2 separate regions of the Mus musculus genome follow, and region 1 is linked to region 2. A link is a contact called in public HiChIP or PLAC-seq data. All regions are on one chromosome and are shown on one strand. Each heading gives the region's core, a stretch centred on a gene start, on an enhancer-like site or on the middle of the called end of the contact. The rest is flanking DNA. Distances are from core to core; before and after follow the strand shown. Region 1 overlaps Plekha1 (pleckstrin homology domain containing, family A (phosphoinositide binding specific) member 1). Region 2 holds the start of Nsmce4a (NSE4 homolog A, SMC5-SMC6 complex component).

Evidence for each region. HiChIP or PLAC-seq counts read pairs in DNA pulled down with a chosen protein or histone mark.
Region 1: an H3K4me3 HiChIP or PLAC-seq map of bone marrow-derived macrophages shows a contact between it and region 2, with 5 times the contacts expected there. The contact joins the enhancer-like site here to the promoter of Nsmce4a in region 2. A contact is called at or near these places in 2 of 484 Hi-C or Micro-C datasets (stem cell-derived neural stem cells and uterus), 1 of 115 datasets of contacts at active chromatin or transcription factors (bone marrow-derived macrophages) and 3 of 9 other capture datasets (adipose tissue, liver and pancreatic islet).

What each region holds. Positions count from the first base shown.
Region 1 is chr7:130,891,921-130,894,620 of GRCm38.p6, forward strand. Plekha1 (pleckstrin homology domain containing, family A (phosphoinositide binding specific) member 1) reads left to right here. Exons shown (of 13, transcript NM_001346515.1): 5 at 261-358. Among named protein-coding and RNA genes, the nearest start is that of Mir7061, 15 kb to the right of the region's middle. Within about 2 kb of position 1,346, at least 108 of the 459 cell types and tissues checked have an H3K27ac peak or open chromatin away from gene starts, as enhancers often do. A contact at or near this core is called in adipose tissue, bone marrow-derived macrophages and uterus, where this site is marked.
Region 2 is chr7:130,545,942-130,548,641 of GRCm38.p6, forward strand. Nsmce4a (NSE4 homolog A, SMC5-SMC6 complex component) reads right to left here and starts at 1,440. Exons shown (of 11, transcript NM_001162855.1): 1 at 1,051-1,440; 2 at 1-31. The coding sequence starts at 1,333.

The sequences.
Region 1 (2,700 bases), core at 96-2,595, 350 kb after region 2:
AATCTCCCCAAGTGATACTTTATTGTGATGGCCTGTGTTAACTGAAGTATGCATCATTGGAGGACTGACTCACTATTTAGCAGTATCCTCATTTAGTGAAGGCTGGCCAGAAAAGAGTTCTGCCTGTGTAACTTAGCGATGAAAACAGTGGTTTTTTTATCTTGTAAAATCCAAGAGTTACAGTAAAACTTTTATAGATGTTCTAAACAGAATTTAGAGGTAACAAGTATAATATTTCATGCACTTTTTTTTTTTGACAGTTATGAATGCAGGAATGAGAAAATACTTTCTACAAGCTAATGATCAGCAGGACTTAGTGGAGTGGGTAAATGTCTTGAACAAAGCTATAAAAATTACAGTAAGTATTTTTTTTTGAAAAAGTTTCCCTTTACAGAAGTAATGTTTACATTATAAAAATGTGTCTAATGTCCTCAGTTTACCAACAGATTGCAGAGTCAAGCTTGGTTTAAAAGCTGTGTACTGACTGTGAGCCTCTGTCTAGTGTGTGGGGACTTAGGGCCTTGAAGGCTTTCCCCGTGTCCTTAGGGAGGATCCACATTTCTGTACATGCTGATTGTGCTTTTGTTTTGCATCTAGAATAGGATAAGAGGCTTTGACCACATACTCTGAGAATGGCATACGCTTTCTCCTTTTCTAAGCCATGACAGGAGAAGGTAGGTGTGGGCTGGGGCAGGTACAGGTCTGGGGATGAGTCTGAAGAGCTGTGGTAAGCAGAGGGTTCTGCCTGTGTGCTCTCGTGATGTCTGAGGCTCTGGACTTCTTTCACCTGTCCTTTCCCCTGGAGTTCCATGGCCTGCCGCTCTTCCCTCTGCTGATGCTACAGTGGCTGCTTAACAACTCTTTTCTTTTGGTTGGTTTCAAAAATGAACACCAGTACTTACTGTTACTGGGCCAGCAGGCAGGCTTCAGATGAAAGTTTGCCCTTAGCTTTCCAGAAAGATGAGCTGTGGATTCCTGCGCCCTGGACCCTGAATCTGTGGTGCAGTGAGCAAAGAACCCCTTCTTAAAGTCAGCCAAGCTTTTCTGAGCAAGTTGCTGCTGCTGCTGCTGTGCACACGGACTGCCTCTCTGCACCTTCCCTCCTCACACAGAGTAGACTGCCTGGACAGGGGTGGGAGGGACTCCTCCTGTGTGGGGCTGTATCAGCTAAAGTTTGTTCTTACTGAGTACAGTCATTTACTGGTCCTGGTCTACACAAGTGCCCTGAAAAGCAGTGCGTAAAGTCCTCATCTAAAGTGAGTGACTCCGTGTTTATGCCACACTGCAGCAGACTTCAGATAGCCAACCAAGGCTGTCCTTAGTTAGGTCACATTTTTTTGTATTGCACCAGAACAGCTTGTTACCACATGACAGAAAACACCCACACACCGCGTCTGATCTGTTCGTGAAGCAGAAGTTATTTGGGGACTTTTGCAGTTTCAGGAAAGCAGTATTTTTGAACAGACTCAGAAGTTTATGTTCTTATAAGGTCTTAGTCGATCGTTTTGAGCCCCTAATAAATGTTCCCTACCCAGAAGATGTGTTTATGGAGACTGCATGTAGTACTTTCCTGAATTCATTTTTCACAGTTTACAATAATAAGCAGAACTGGCTACTTTTAGTGATTTGGAGAAAAGTGGAATGAATAGACCCAGCATTTTACCAAGTTGGAATGCCTTGAGTTGTTACTTCATTTATTTGTGGAACTAAGTTTTTCACGTGCCATTGCAAACTTTTCAGCACGGAGGAGAAACTAACAGTGTTTAAGGTATAGACCTTTCATTAGCTCTTGTGATCTTGCAGCTTTATTTTATATGACATTTTTACTGTTTTTAGATAGATCTCGATACTGATTTTCATGAGTTTATAGTTCATATTTAGAAAGGTTAATACAAGTAAGATACAGAAGTCATCAGTGAAGTAAGTGACCTGAATGTAGAATTGGTAATCGACTGGAGCCAATTCCAGGCAAACAGGAGAATGAGAGAATCCCAGGCTTTACTACGTTATGTTTCGTTGGTGCTGGAGAGATGGCTAAGTGGTTAAGAGCACTGGCTGCTCTTGCAGACGACTTGGGTTTGGTTTCCCGTACCCATGTGACTGTCCATAACTATCTGTAACTCCAGTTTCAGGGAACACATACAATACTGTCCTCTGGCCTGCGGGTACAGACATGTAGCCAAAACACCCCATACACATAAACTTTTAAAAAAAAAAAGTTAAAAATAGATATTTTGTTAATTAATTAATTTTTTATTTTATTTTTTTTGAGACAGGGTTTCTTTGTGTAGCCCTGGCTGTCCTGGAACTCACTCTGTAGACCAGGCTGGCCTTGAACTTAGAAATCTGCCTGCCTCTGCCTCCCAAGTGCTGGGATTAAAGGCGTGCAGCCCATGCCCGGCCTCTTAAATTCTTTAGAATAAAAATTCTACCAGTTTAGACCTTATAGGCATTTTGCACATTTAAATATATTGGAGTGTGACATGTCTAATTTCATATTTAAATGGACAATAATTTACATGTAGGATCTTTGAAAAATTAATATTCCCATTTTAACACACGTAGTTTACCTTCCTTTTGAACCATTCCAAATGATATTTTGATCAACTAATTTAGTGGTCTACCGAGTACTATGTAATCTATACGTTTAAAATTTACAATTTGTTTTTCAGAGTGTGGTTTCAGCCTAGGGATTGTTAG
Region 2 (2,700 bases), core at 190-2,689:
TCACCAGCATTCAGTATGTCTTCCCGGTTTTCTATTTAAAAGAATACAAGCTTAGGGAACTGGGCACATCCTTCACTAATAAGTAGCAACTTACAGTTCCTTCCACTCCTACAGCCTGGGTAATGATTAGAGTGGCTTTATCTCTTTAACAGAAAAAGGCTTTATCTTTTACAGAAAGAGACAATGTTACTACTGTTCCAAGCAAATTGAACGTCTGTGTGTGCAGAAGGCCTGGGGTCAACCTTTGATGTCCTTCCCTCAGCGCACCATCACCTTTGCCTTTTGAGACAGGGTATCTATCTATCTATCTATCTATCTATCTATCTATCTATCTATAGAACTATCTATCTATCTATCTATCTATAGAACTAGCCAAGAAGGCTAGGTGAGCTGGCCAAAGAGACCCAGGGTCTCTGCTTCCCCTCGGCTGAGGATACAAGTTTACAGAACTACTTTTAGGAGACACTTTAGAGGGTTCTGGGGAATCTAATTAAGGTCGCAAGAGAAGCATCTGCCCATCTCCCCAGCCCTCAAAACTTGAACTCTTGACAGGAAACACTTGCTCCCCAAATGTGCAAAGGGATGACTCTTCGGCTTCCCAATACAAGGGCTCGATTAAGAAAGGATTGTCAACTTCTCAAGCAACAGGCTCATCTGGAGAGCCACACAACAAACGCTTGGGCCTGTACAGCATTTCTGATTCAGTGTATCCGAGCTGGGCAGGGAAATGTGCATTTTAGCAATCCCAAGGGACTCCATAGCTCAGGCGCCCACGAGGAGCAAGCTAGATTGAACAAAAATCTGGTGGTGTGTGCTTGTCTTCCCTACTGGCTAGCTGAGCTCAAGTCACCACCAGGTCTGGTCTCCCGCTTTTCCAGCCGGCCACACAGCACCTGCGCGGCCGCCGCCAAGGTCGCGTAGGCTGCACTTCGTAAACAAGCGAAAGCGCGCTGCCGCGAGCCTGCGCAGACCGGCCAGCGCCTGCACCTCCACCGCCCTCCCCAGCCATGGAACGCCACCGGCCCGCGCAGCCACAAAGCGCCACCTTACGTTGGACAGAGTTGATGAGAGCGCGGTACTGATGGCGGATCTGGCGGCACAGGCCCTGGTCGTACTCGGCCTCCAAGCAGGCCGGGTCCATCAGCTCGTCCCCAGAATCAGACAGATCGGAGTCCTCCAAGCTCGGACGCTCCGCTGCCTCCCTGCGCTCCGGCGCGGCGCCGCGGCGGGCCAGCGGGGACCGCGAGCGGGACCGGGAGCGGGTGCGATCCCGGTGCGGGTCGCGGCCCCGGCCCCGGCCCTCAGACCGGCGGCCGCTGCTGTCGCCAGACATCGCGCCAATTCGCCTTGCAACTTCGGAGCGGCGGAAGTTCGCGCCAGAAACTGAAACCCCCGGCTGGGCTCGAGCGCCGGCTCCAGGAGCAACGCAGCTCCCCGGCTGGCGCGTGAGCACACAGCGACACCTGTGGCCCGGAGGTCGCGGCGGCGTTGGCTGTGTCTGTGCCTCGCATTGGTTCTTAGTTACTCCACCCTGCAAGCAAGAGTCTTAGGACTTTAGATCTCTGATCCTAATGCCCACCCCACTTAGTCATGCATCTTCCCATTGTCTCTTTGGCTCCTCTGGCCTTGGGGAGGATACAACAAACAAAACAGGGTTCCTTGACTGTACCATAGTAAACTGTTAAGCCTCCTTCTAAATATCTGCACCACCACACGGCAGGTTCACAGCTGATTCTCTAACAACAGATACCCTATAACAGGTCTGAGGAAGATAATTATATGCAATGTGGTTTCAAAGATACATGTATACATATCATTCCATGTAATTGTGTGTGTGTGCACTGTACATAGATACGCATGCACAAGTGTGCATCTGCGGGTACAAACGGCAGGTTGGCTTCAGGGGTCTTCCTCTTTCAGTTCCACATTTTTTAGATTTGTTGTGTGTGTATATACATCCTTTATTTGCGTGCACACTGTGGACGAAATGTATGCAGTGCCCTCAGATGTCAAAATAGGACGTGCACACCTCCTCTGGAACCGGAGTTAAGAAGGGTTTGTGAGCTGCCCTGTGGATAACGGCGATGGAACCCTACTCCTATGAGAACTAGTGCTCTTAACCTCTAAACCATCTCTCCAGCCCACTCTCCACGTTCTTTACCATAAGGCATCTCTAGCTGAACCTGGAACTCGTCTTTTTGACAGGACTTAAATAGCCAGCAAGATCTAGGCATTTTCCTGTCTTCACTTCCAACGCACTAGGATTATGGATCCACACTGCCGTGTACAAGTTTGGTTGTTGTTTTTTGTTTGTTTGTTTTTTGAGACAAGGTTTCTCTGTGTAGCCCTGGCTGTCCTGGAACTCACTTTGTAGACCAGGCTGTCCTCAAACTCAGAAATCTGCCTGCCTCTGCCTCCCAAGTGCTGGGATTAAAGGCATGTGCCACCACCGCCCGCCCATGTACCAGTTTTTATGCCACCTTAGGAATCCTGAGGTAATCTACCCTCTGACACACACACTTCTCCTTCTTCCATCCCTCCCTCTCACATAGGATTTCATGTAACCCAGGCTGGCCTCAAACTGACCCTGTAGCTGAAGCTAATATTGAGTTCCTGATCCTCGTGAATCTAACTACCTCACAAAGGCTGAGAGGATTTTGAGACCAAGATCCAAAGCCTAGTGAGCTCACTGCTACTGAG